Linked DNA regions of Mus musculus: regions 1 and 3 are each linked to region 2. Evidence: chromatin contacts called from public HiCAR-type and HiChIP or PLAC-seq data. All regions are on one chromosome and are shown on one strand. Each heading gives the region's core, a stretch centred on a gene start, on an enhancer-like site or on the middle of the called end of the contact. The rest is flanking DNA. Distances are from core to core; before and after follow the strand shown.

Region 1 (4,270 bases), core at 76-2,575, 690 kb after region 2:
CCATCTCCCCTCAGGAATGCCCAGTTAGAAAAAGTGTATATCTATCACCTAAACTTCACAAACTGAGGAGTCATTCGCTGCTTACCTCCAGCAACAACCTAGTGGGCTGTGCGCCAAAACCAGAGAGCATTTCAATGTCCTCCAGCGGGTTCACCCCGTAAAAACACTGAAGGGGTCTCACTCTGCCCCGTGGGCCAGAGTTCCCTTCACTGGCTCTGCTGTGTTGCTGCCTGCCTGCCTGCTTGCCTGCCTGCCTGATTCTGATGTTAACATCACCCCTAACAGACCTGTTATAAAAGAAGACAGCCCACTTCAGTGTTCCCCTGTAGCCCCAATTACGAAACCTTTCAGAAGTCTGTTATTTCAGCTTCCTTCAGGAGTGTCCTTCTGTTCTTAGAACAGGAGTCAAGTCTTACTTTACAAGGCATAGCAGCACAGACCAATAGACCTTTCTTTTCCATCTGCTGCCCTGTTTGATATTCTTGAAATATGGTTGCTAATGGTAAACTTAATTTTAAGTTATCTTAATTCCAGATGTAGCCACAGGCTCCTAGGGGGCAATACAAGCCTAGGATTTCTCCTCTTACAAACTACAATTTGACTAGCACTCCTTTGCCATCGAGTAGTCCACAACCCCTCAAAACACTCATCTGAATTACATTTTTATTCTGGTTTTTCCTAATGCTCCTCTCTCCACTCACGGGTTAAACTGCTCTTTTTACTTAATACGCTCTTTTATTTCTACATTCTAAGGCAAAGACCATCTTATTCTGCTCTCCCAAACTAATGCTTTATATTTTGCCAAGATTCTTATTTTTCAGACCTTAGCCAAACTGTCACTTTCTCCAAGAATTTCCTCGGTCTCCCAGAAACCTTGGTTCGTCCCTCCTCTCTTAGAACTTTTCTCCTTGCTAATGAGCCAATTCAAGATCAGCTGCTTATGAGTATTTCTGGGAACAGAAATCTATTTTTGCCTCCATCTGCATCTCGGTAACTTAAAGCACAGTGTGAATTTATGGAGGGGGAAGAGTGGGGGAAGCGGCAGGACGCAGCACATTCTGGGGGCAGCCGCTCTCCTAGCCTTGGCGCCATGGCCTAGTTGCCCAGAGCAAAGCTTGCCTCGAACCCGGACCTGGGCAAAGCCGCCCGAGTCCTGTTCTCCGCGGAGCCAGAGCTGATGCCCATCAAACCTCGTCGGACTTGCCAAACAGGCACCGCGAATCTGAGGCGAGCGCCACCCCCACGTACCTTAGACACGGAGGAGGTGGCCATAGTCCGCGGCCCCGTGTGCATGCGCACTCCACACTTCCGCGCGCCCTGGCGGAAGCAGAGGCGACTTCCGGCGCGGAGGCGGGGCGTGCGGGAAAGGGAGGCATGGCGTGTGGCTTTCGTAGGTCGATCGCCTGTCAGGTACAGTCCAGAGCGGCGAGCCAGCGGGAGCCAGGGCCGGAGGGTGCAGCCTAGGCCGACCCTGCCTCCTCCTTGCGCTGCGGAGTGGGAAGATCCTCGAGAGCCCTGAGTGCTCACTGTCTTCTCATTTCCCGTTCTTAATGCTTTAACCTGGGCGGACTGTCCAGAGGCCATGATTAGACCCTGTAGAAATTAATGTTCCTCCTTCGTTTATGCCCTTTATTTGCTCTCATGAATAACCTGGTAGGATATATCTCGAATAAGAAATTTTGTAGCTTACTAAACCTGTAGGCGATGCTCTCCCGAGGAAAAGCTCTAAATCCGGACTTGGAGACCATTGGATAAAATAGATGATTTAAAAGGCATGCTAAGGGCTGCGGAGATGGCTCCGCGGGTGAAGTGCCTGCTATACAAGCATCTGTGCCTGCGTTTGAATTTCCAGAACCTAGGTTGAAAAACCTGCATAGCTAAGGAAGTCTGAAACCACACTTCTGAGAGGTGGAAACAGAAACCGGTGGCTCCAGCCTCTGGTTCGGTGAGAGTCTGCCTCAAATAAGGTGGAGAAAGACACTTGACCTGTACTCCTCGCGTGTTTAGCGCAGCCTATCCTGCCTGGAGTTTGCTAGTGCTAGCACAGACTTAGGCCCGCTGTGGCTGGGTTGTTTTAGACAATTCTGAAAGATGGTGCATATACTTCTTAGGTAGTTCTGTGGGAATTAAGCTCCAGCCTACAGAGATGACTTTAATGTGTTATCTGTGTGTCTGTGTTTGTATGTTCCTTCATGAGGACAGGCCACAGGTTGCCTGTGTTTCCTCCAGTCACTGTCCACCTTTCCCCCCTCTCCCCTAAGGCAGATTTTCTCCCCGAACCTGGAGTTTACCCGTTTAGCTAGGTTGGTTAGCCAGGGAGCTGCAGGTGTAATGGCAATTCTGCTGTTAGCTGAGTTCATTGCATGGTACAAGCAAAAAACAACTGACTGTCTGGGAAAGACAAAATGCAAGAGAGAAAGAAGACAGAGGCAGAGTGAAACTGTTTTTATTAAGGCAGGCCTATCCTCCGGAATGAGGGACGGGAAATCCAGAGTTGGGGAGCCTGTGGCTGGATGAGGGTGGGGAAGGGTGCCGGTGTCTCAGGTTTTCTCCATTGGCTGTGCACGCCCCATTGGCTCACCAAAGAGATGATCGCAGGCTTTTATGCACAGCTTGCTCAATTAAGGAAGCGGCCATGCTTTAAAGACCCTTCTCTATCTTTACTCGTCCTTTCTAGCTGTTAACCACGACTCTCTGCTGACCTTTATCCCAAGAAGGCAAGGTCTGTCCTTAGACCTTGCAGGTGTTAATGCTCTTAAGCTCTTGGCAGGCTCTGTAAGCCATTAGTTAAGTTAGCCTCTGCTTTCTTTGTTCTTGTGTTTATGTGACCAGCTTTTAGTTTTACCATGGCAGGAAATTAACACCTGTCATAACCACTGTCCACACGGATCTCCGGCTCTCCACTCAGAGGGAAGAAAGGATAGCAGATGCTGCGGCCAACTTTGACTGACTGGACCAGCAACATGGGTTCACGTTTCCCCAATCTCCATAGTTCCAGTATGGATGCAGTTTCGTGGAGCAGCAGAACAAAGAGTGATATTAGTAAAGCAAAGCATTTAAAAAATAGATTGATGGCACCATCAGCGAGGCTGGTTACAGCAAGATGAGGGTAACTCTTCTGTAGACCCCGGCTGCTCTCTGACAACACTCTGACCCCTCTGCTTGGTGGAAAACTAGGGTTTTTTTGTTAGTACATCCCCAAAAGGTTATCTGTTTGTCAGGATGTTAACTCTTGCTTGTAGTAGCATGATATTAGGTCCAAAGGTGGGAGACACTAATGAAATTAATTAGGTCCCAGATCTGCACTATCCATAACTCTCCACAGTCGTCGAAGTTTTAGTCAGTCAGCTACTACAGACACAGCTTATTTTCAGGAATTCTCACTCACATTACCAATACATTTAGCTGCAGTTTTTCTTGGTTACCTATGCCAGAACTCCTTGTCTGTGGGACAGCCTGGAGTGGTTTCCTTCCTAAAATAGGAACAACCCTTCTTTATTTACAGTTTAGCTCCTATAACTGGGCAACATTGTCTTACATTAGTTCCTCAAGGAAGCCAACTGGCCTGCTGGAACTGGCTCAGCCCTGTCCTCCTTTTTTATGTTAAAAATCATTCAGTGTATTTTTCTCGTATACCCTTCCCCCCTCCCCACCCTACCATTCTCCTTATCTGGTCCTCTCATACCCAGATTTAGGCTCTTTTATTTATCATCCCTACCTAATACCCCAGCTCTCTGCAGCACCAGCACTGTAAAGTCACAAACACGTGTCGCCACACTCAGCTCTTAAAGTGTGCTAGGGTTCTGAACCCAGTCCTCCTGGCATTCACTTGGTGAGCACTTTACCATAGCAAGCAGCAAGCAGAGTTCCAGCTCTGGTGGTTCAATCTCCTTCTCTCTCCTTCTCTCTCAGTGCATCCCCACAGTCCCAGGAGTCATCTCTCAAGTATACTGCTTGCACCAAAGTTCCAAGGCTGGGCTTCACAACTCTGCATTCCAGCTAGTTGTGGTTTTCTGTAGTCATCTCTGGCTGCTTAACAGAGTTCTCTCTCTTTCGTGTGTCACGTGTCCAAGGAATAACTAAATCCTATAATGTGTGTGTGTGTGTGTGTGTGTGTGTGTGTGTGTGTGTGCGTGTGTGTGCCTTTCACCAAAAATTACTGAAAACCTGGAAATGTCTGTACCACTAAATTCAACACAGTCATGAAAGAAGCTTCCTGAAAATATAAATGTACCCATTTCTGCTTACTTATTATTTATGTGCTAAGGAC
Region 2 (4,024 bases), core at 1,065-3,564:
CCAACAGACTCCCAGCATTTAAGATAGATAGATGATAGATAGATAGATAGATAGATAGATAGATATGGTGTTAGTGTTTCATAGGATTCAGTGAAAAAGTACACCATCGATCAGAGATTTGGGATGATTTTGAGACACGAATAAGCATCAACATCTTTATAAGGAAACTGAGTTCCATCTTAGAAGAAGTAAAAGCTGGTGTTGATAAAAGACTTATGTAGAGTACCTCCCACAGGTTGCAAATGACTAAATGACTTCTTCCTCCAGATATGATATGGGCCACCAAGACGGTGGATCAATATGAGGAAGAAGGTCCTTTACATACTACCAGGGTCTGTCTGTGTTTAACACCTGAATGACGCTGAACAACAGTGCTGAGCCACCTGGGTGGCTAAATAGCACCAACACCCACACGAAAGCTTGCCCGGCTCCCTGACCTGACCACGCAGAGCAAGAACTGCCAGCTTCCTGGCTAGCAGGTAGTGCTGAGACTTCTCTAGAGTCTGGGAGGTCCCAAGAAAAGCAATGTCTGCCCCCCCCCCCCAAATGTTTGCTTCTGCTAGGAATCTGAGGTGAGGCTAAAATAGCAACTTCGACCTCTGAAAGAAAGGGGCAGACGACGACGAAGCCTCTTTCTCCTGTAAATCTTTAGAAAGAGCTGCCTTTATGCTGGAGATGTGTGGAAGGAGGCAAAGCAGAGCCTGTGCCTAGGCAGCAGGTTTAAGGCTCAAATGGTATCCCACATCCACCCAATCATCTCTCCTAAGCATTTCTCCCTCTACGATTGGTCTGTCAGATCTTTGTTTATATTTACCTACAACTTGATTGCTTCAGCTGTGGACTCTGTCTCAAAAGGCCATCTCCTCACATGGAAATGGAAACTACTCTCTCTAGTGGAAAACAGTCTCAGAGATATTCCGACAGCTAGCGCTCTGCTGGAAGCCTTTCTTCAGCTCGACCTGTAGGTAGGAAGCTTTCAGGCTTTCCTTCTCAGAGCAGTCTCTCCTCCCCGAATTCTGCAGCTTCCTCTACCCTCTATGTTGCTTCTTCCTTTAGGCTCACCCTCTGGGATCCTTGTCACCAGATTCAAAATAGGGGCCAGATACACTGAGCGTTTGGCTCTGGGTGGGGGGTAGGACGTCAGGGAGAATTGGTAAAAAGAGGCCTTGTAGGAAGCTGTTTGGGCTAGACGTCCTCGACTCTGAGCAAGGCTTAAAACGAATGCCAAGCTGCTACCTTGAGGGCCTAGGAACCTAACGTTGTGCCTACAGCTGGGCCCCTGGACCTGACTTGATGTGGCTCTGTCAGGTGGAAACCTTACGACTCGACTGGACCCAACTCTCCAGGGAGAACGAGGTCTAAAACGCAATTCAGCTGTAGCCACAACCGCCTGGTCCCCGGGGCCCGGGCGGAGAATGGCCCCCTCGGCTGAAGCTGCGGGCTGACGCTCGTGTATAGGGTTGCAATTCGCCGTGATAAATGTAAAGACCAATTAAGGTTTGATCCGTGCACACAAGAGGCAGACGGCGGAGTGGAACCAATTAACGAGCATGTCCCCTAATTCCTGCGGCGGCGGCCGGGCGCACCGCCGGTCCCCAGGCTCCCGCCCAACAAGAGCCCCCGCCCGCCGCGGATGCATCTCCCCGCGAGCAGGAGGTGCGGGGAGCGCCAGGGCTGGGGAGGGGGCGCCGGGCGCCCACAGAGCCGAGCTCGTGCGGCCACGGCTGGAGGCTGGGCGCGCCCGGGTGGTCGCGCGGGCCAGCGCGGGAGGCGCCCAGGCGACGCCGTCCGCCCCGAGGGCGGAGGGCTGGTGGCCGCGGCCAGGTAGCTGAGGACTGGAGGCGGCGCAGAGGGGAGGGTCGGGCGGAGACCTCACTTGGCCGGCCTTCCTGCCGCCCTGTTTCCGGATCCCGACCGCCCGGCGCGTGACCTCCAGTGAGGTCCTGGCAATGAGCAGCGCTGGTGATTAACGGCCCCGAGGTCGCGGGCAGTGAGGCACGCGTCCCCTTTGGCCACGCCAGGGTGGGAGGGCGCCAGGGAGCAGAGCAGGGTGAGGCCGCGGGGTCGTTGGTGGCAAAGAGTGAGGATGACACAGTGGGCGCCGAGCGCCAGGGCCGTCCCTCCTAGCCCCCGGGCCAGCGCCGCGGCGGGTACCGCGCAGCAAAGTTTGGAGCCGCGGGCGCCGCGCGCCGGTCCCTCCCCGCGCAGATCCCTTGGCGGAGTCTCTGCTGCCGCCGCTGCCAGGGCAGGACAAAGGCTCATTAACACGTGATGGGACCACGCTTCATAAATGGGACTGGAGCGAGAGCGAGCCAGAGACAGCGCGCGAGCTGAGGGAGAGGCAGGGACCTCAAGCAGGGCGCGGCGACGGGCGCTCGGGGTGGCCCAAGCGGGCGGCCCCAGGCCGGCCAGCGCGGTCAGTGGGACGCCGGGGAGAGCCGGAGAACGAAGCGGGCCTGTCCGAGCCCAGGGGAGCCAGTCCCAGGGGCCGTGGCGCACGGGTGCTAGAGGCCGGGGACGCGGGCGCGCAGACCGACTGACTTACTGACCGATCGCCGCGGGCACGCCCCGCTCCACCCCGCCCCACCGCGCCCCGCGCCGCCTCCCCTGCTCGCTCGCTGCCTCTACCTTCTCCACTTCTTTTCCGCCTCCGCCTCCTTCTGGCTCCCCTGGCGCCAGAGCCTCCCCCTGGCTCAGGCGGGAGCCTGGGCTGTCTGCAGAGCTCTCATAGAGTCTGGGGGCAAATTTCCTTGTAGCAGAGAGCCAGCCCCTTGGCTGGGCGACAGGTGCCGAGGGAGCTTCTGGCCCGTGGACCGGGGGATGCGAAGGGTAAGACCTGGCACAGTGGCGTTTGGGAATAGCTTTTCCGCCTCCCGCCCCCTCGGTACTGGCCAGTGGTCCCCTGGTGTCCTACGCGGAGTTCTTGCTCCGTGTTCCAGGAGAGCAAATCGTGCTAATATGGTGTTTACTTAGCTGTATAGTCCCAGCTTGTTACCTGTGGTCTAAGCTACTTCTGGAGGCTTCTACCATTTACAATTTACTGGATATGCACCTAGCTCTGCATACACTGATGTCTGTTTGTAGAAAATGTGTAATTGTGCATGTTTGGAAAACAGGCACTTGAGTTGATGCTTGACGTCTTTTAGCCTTATCAGAAACTAAGTCTTCCAGAGTCTCTGCACCACATGTAGAAAACGACTCAATTAAATACTAAATGTCATGTAAAGAAATCTATGTTAAATAAGGAACTTCTGATACAGAGCGATAGCTACAGCAGCCATCTCTGTTTAAGGAAAAACTAATATATATAGTATTGATACCTGTGATTGACTGTTATAGGAACATGAAACTAAGAGCTGGCACCAGACGAATGAAGTTGATGCTTTATTTTAAAAGGATGTTTCTTGGTTAAGGCTTACAAGTCACAAATGGAGCATTTCCTGAATGCAAATGTTTGCTATGATAGATGTGAGAAACTGTTGTTTGGTCATTTCAAAGTTTAAAGCAACATGCGTGTTTTTAATTGTAGTACATGGTTTATCTCTCAAAGGTTTCAAAGAGGTGAGAAAAAAATTTAATAACCTATCTATGAAAAAACCTATTTCCTATCTTTTAAATTTTTCTTCCAAATAGGAGCTACTAGCTCTTCCTGCCTTTGTTTATTTCTTGGCATATTAAATCTCCTTGGACATTTAATCTAATAAGAGATTAGAGCAGATTTACTGGTTTTAAGGATGTTGAAAGATACCTCTCTGGGTCCCATAACTTCTCGTTTTTATTGCCAACTTAATTCCTTTGAACAATGGGGAGATGCACATGCTCAGAGGAGACTCCGCGGGTACTGATTATCTGTGGGGTCACTCCTGACATCAGTCTGTTTGGCAGAAAATTGAGAAACTAGGAGTAGCCGACCTCCAAGGTTCCCATAGGACTGACTGATTTAAAGTGCTGGTCTTCTAATCCCAGCTTTTGACAATTTGAAAGGGAGATAGATCTGCTGATCGATTTTTCTCTGCCTCCCCTC
Region 3 (3,765 bases), core at 1,205-3,704, 550 kb before region 2:
TTTCACTAGCACTGATTAGTTGACTAGGTTTTCAGTATTGTACATGGTATTCCTCTTGTTGAGTGGCTCGTAAGTCTAATTGAAGGGCTGTTGGTTACTCCCAAGGTATGTATGTGTGCCGTCCCAGTGCACCCTTAGCATTGTTGTACCATGCTGGTCATTGATGTGGTTCCTAGCTGTTGGGTGGGACTTTTGATGGCCTTTCTCCTTTGGAAGCTTGCATGGCATCTTCTGATACCATGAAAGCTAGTTCTCAGGGAGGGAACATTCAAATGAGTTCTATTTCAGTTGCCTTTGGGTCCTGTTTCTGAAGTGCATGGTTTCTTCTACAATAGGGACTTTTCTTCCTTCTCTGGGCTGTTAACAGGGGCAACAAAAATTGGTTGTGTGTTTTGGGAGTCTTTGACAGCACTGCATGGCCTTTATTCTTTATTTTTATAGTCTCAAAAGTTGCCATTCTATCTGTATATCACAACTGAAGCATGCTCATAGTCATAGTCTCATAGTCATAAATATTTAAACTTTTTAGTGTTTTGATAGGGATCTGTCTTAGTTAGGGTTTGTATTCCTGCACAAACATCATGACCAAGAAGCAAGTTGGGGAGGAAAGGGTTTATTTGGCTTACACTTCCACATTGCTGTTTAACTCAAGCAGGTCAGGAAGCAGGAGCTGATGCAGAGGCCATGAAGGGATGGTCTTTACTGGCTTGTTTCCCCTGGCTTGCTCAGCCTGCTCTCTTATAGAACTAAGACTACCATCCCAGAGATGGCACCGTCCACAAGGGGACCTCCCCACTTGATCACTAATTGAGAAAATGCCTTACAGCTGGATCTCATGGAGGCATTTCCCCAACTGAAACTCCTTTCTCTGTGATAACTCCAGCTGTGTCAAGTTGACACAAAACTAGCCATACAGGATCCTTAAAATTTTACATACTATGTCCAATTTATAATTTTTTGAGTTTGTTGGGAGTTTCATACAGTGTGCATTTTGGTCATATTTAGTCCCATTCCCCAACTTCTCTCATACGTATCCCACTCTTCCTTTCTACAGTTGGGTAACTGTGATCTTTTCTATTCATTTGGAGACTCATGGATTGTGCTGCCTACCTCAGTGTCCCGAGTTAGATACTGTCTCACAGAATACTACATAGTTCTGGATTCTGCCTATTTAACAATCATAAAATTATGTTTCCTGTGGAAATTGCTTTCAGATTTTCTATCTTTCAGTTGAGATTTACCAAATTTTTATAAGTTTAAATGTAATGATGCATGCTAATAAAAAAAAAAAAAACAGTGATGATAATGGAAAACCTGTGCATGAATATAAATGTTTAACTTTAATGACATAGCTTAATTTTCATTCTTATCTAGTAATAAATCATTAATTCTTTAGAGAGGATAATGTGTTGGATTTGTGGTGAGCAAGAAAGAGAATTCTTTTCCATGATAGTTGGTTACTGGCTAGAGAAATTTAGCATCTAGACAAAGTGGATGAACTTAACTGGAGCTAGTGTTAGACTTGGGGAATGAAAGATTAATAACTTTTCAAGATTAAAACCCAAGATTCCATTTTGTGGGGATTTTTGAAAACTAAGCCTGAGTTTTAGGTAAGCACTGAGATCTCATAAAAAGTCACAGATACTGTGTTGAGTCTCTTCAGGCAGTCAGTTGAAGCTATGTGGACTGTTTGCTTGAGAAATATCTGATGTACGTAGAATAAGCCAGAATTGCAGGGTGAATGCAATTTATTCTTTTATTCTTTAAATATTCACACACTGTAGTTTGCTATTCTTTGGTGAGCTGATAATGACGATTTGTATTCCCAGAAGCGGTGGAGATCCATTTTCTACTTCACTGTAGTCTTAAGGTACTATTTAAAAAATTATTTCTAAGAGTCGCCTTTCTATGTACTGTAACTTTACAACTTCTATTTTGGTTTTCATGTTTCAAATTCGAAGCACTACCTTTTCTGCTTATGCATTTATAATGATTTGGTTTCCAAGTGATTCATAGACCTATAAAGTATCATTTCAGAGAAAATCTTCAAATATTTGGTCTATGGAAAGTTGTATGCCTTCTGTTTTTAAAGAGAAATCAAGAAGTAAAATTATGTTCAGTAAACAAATTCAAGTTCTATAAGTGAAAACTTATGAAACACTACTATGCTCTGATTAACACTTATTTGCTATGTTATGTCTTCTGTTTTGTTTTTCTTCCAGTTATCTTTGAATTTTATCTCGAGGGAAAAGAAATAGAAAATTAAAATATAACTGTCCTGCTTTTTAAAAATGATTTTATTTTATTTTATTTCGTTATTGTGATAAAATACCCTAACAAAAGCAATTTAGGGGGAAAAGTGCTGGTTTACAATCCCAGGTTACAGACTGATCTAGCAGGGAAGTCCTGGCGGCAGGAACTCAGACAGCCAGTCCCATCACATCCACAGGAAGAAAGAGAAGTGAATGCCCGTGCAAAGCCCCACCCACGCCCCACCCCTCTTTCATTCACTCTAGGCTCAGCCCAAGGATGCTGGTGCCACCTCAGTTAGCCTAATTCAGAATATCACTCAGACATGTCTAAACAGATCCTCATTGAGACATTCTTTCTAGGCGTCTAGATTGTATCTGACAGTTTAAATTTACTGTTACGGTAGCTTAGGGCAAGTCACTGCTTATACCACAGCAAAATTTCTTTGTGGGTTTTCCAACTAAGTATTTACAAAATCATTGATTTGTTGAAGTGCTTTAAAAATAACTTGAATAATTTAAGTAGAATTAAATAGAGTTAGATTGACAGGAAGAAATAGCTCATTATACCATTACATTTAAATATTGGTGTTAAAGGTGAGGGGTATGAGGTCTCTCCCTGTGCCAGGTTTAAGGAAAAATAGTGGTTATTGCCAATGATACCTTGAGACTTGACATGAAGCCCTCACTTTTCACAAGTTTCTTGGTAAATATTAAAATTGGTAGATTTAGTTTTCATTATGTAGATTTAGTGATTAATGTTGTTAGGACCAAACAAATAAATGTAAAATGGGTAATTTTTTTTAGTGGCAAGGAAACAAGATTTATAAATATGTTTGTAAGCCAAATTTAATGAGAGACAAAGAATCATTAATAAAAGCTATTTGAGAAAAATAAATAAATATTGGTGTTAAAATTAAGGTATTACTTAGGTTGAGGCATATATTATCATAGCATCCCTAATATCCATTACTTGGCTTTTAATCATTGGTAGGGAGTCAGGAAATATTTGTCTAAGAATACTGAATGAAAAATATTTTTATTTAGCTTTAAAAAATGTTATTAGTAGTATGTGTGCATGATGCATATATATGTGCATGTTTATTATATGTGTGATACATGTGTGTTTGTATGTATATTATGCTTGTGTATGTATGATTGTGTGTGTGTATGTGTGTGAGTGTATGTGTTTTTGTGTGTATGTGTGTGCATGTAGTGCTGTGCCTATGGAGGTCAGTGGTCAACTTTAAGGGGTAGATTCTTGCTTCCCAACTTTACAGGAGTTCTGGGGTTTGTTGTTTCACCCACTGAGCCATATCACCAGTCCTATTTTAGCTGTTCATCATCTAGGAAATTAAAGCTTAAAGGCTTTACATTAGGCTATCATGATGTCTCACGAGTAGGTTTCACTTACATACAGCTGTGTAAGAGAGAGGGACATGCAGTATAAAACCATAGAGACATTTTGCTTAGGAGTATAATGATAGAAATAAAATTCTAAAAATAGCTTTAAATC

What was found. HiCAR-type assays count read pairs that join an accessible place to other places. HiChIP or PLAC-seq counts read pairs in DNA pulled down with a chosen protein or histone mark.
Region 1: a HiCAR-type map of astrocytes shows a contact between it and region 2, with 4 times the contacts expected there. The contact joins the promoter of Orc3 here to the promoter of Cnr1 in region 2. A contact is called at or near these places in 1 of 484 Hi-C or Micro-C datasets (brain) and 6 of 115 datasets of contacts at active chromatin or transcription factors (astrocytes, embryonic forebrain, embryonic hindbrain and 3 more).
Region 3: an H3K27ac HiChIP or PLAC-seq map of embryonic stem cells shows a contact between it and region 2, with 4 times the contacts expected there. The contact joins the enhancer-like site here to the promoter of Cnr1 in region 2. A contact is called at or near these places in 6 of 39 promoter capture datasets (cranial neural crest, embryonic stem cells, frontonasal cranial neural crest and 3 more), 14 of 115 datasets of contacts at active chromatin or transcription factors (SST interneurons, differentiating embryonic stem cells, embryonic basal ganglia and 8 more) and 1 of 9 other capture datasets (embryonic stem cells).

The regions. Positions count from the first base shown.
Region 1 is chr4:34,613,617-34,617,886 of GRCm38.p6, forward strand. It overlaps Orc3 (origin recognition complex, subunit 3), which reads right to left and starts at 1,326. Exons shown (of 20, transcript NM_015824.4): 1 at 1,249-1,326. The coding sequence starts at 1,293. Rars2 (arginyl-tRNA synthetase 2, mitochondrial) reads left to right here and starts at 1,341. Exons shown (of 20, transcript NM_181406.4): 1 at 1,341-1,410. The coding sequence starts at 1,375.
Region 2 is chr4:33,922,330-33,926,353 of GRCm38.p6, forward strand. It overlaps Cnr1 (cannabinoid receptor 1 (brain)), which reads left to right and starts at 2,315. Exons shown (of 2, transcript NM_007726.5): 1 at 2,315-2,829.
Region 3 is chr4:33,372,632-33,376,396 of GRCm38.p6, forward strand. The region is part of intron 11 of Rngtt (RNA guanylyltransferase and 5'-phosphatase); the gene reads left to right. Among named protein-coding and RNA genes, the nearest start is that of Mir8118, 64 kb to the right of the region's middle. Within about 2 kb of position 2,455, at least 7 of the 459 cell types and tissues checked have an H3K27ac peak or open chromatin away from gene starts, as enhancers often do. A contact at or near this core is called in differentiating embryonic stem cells and embryonic stem cells, where this site is marked.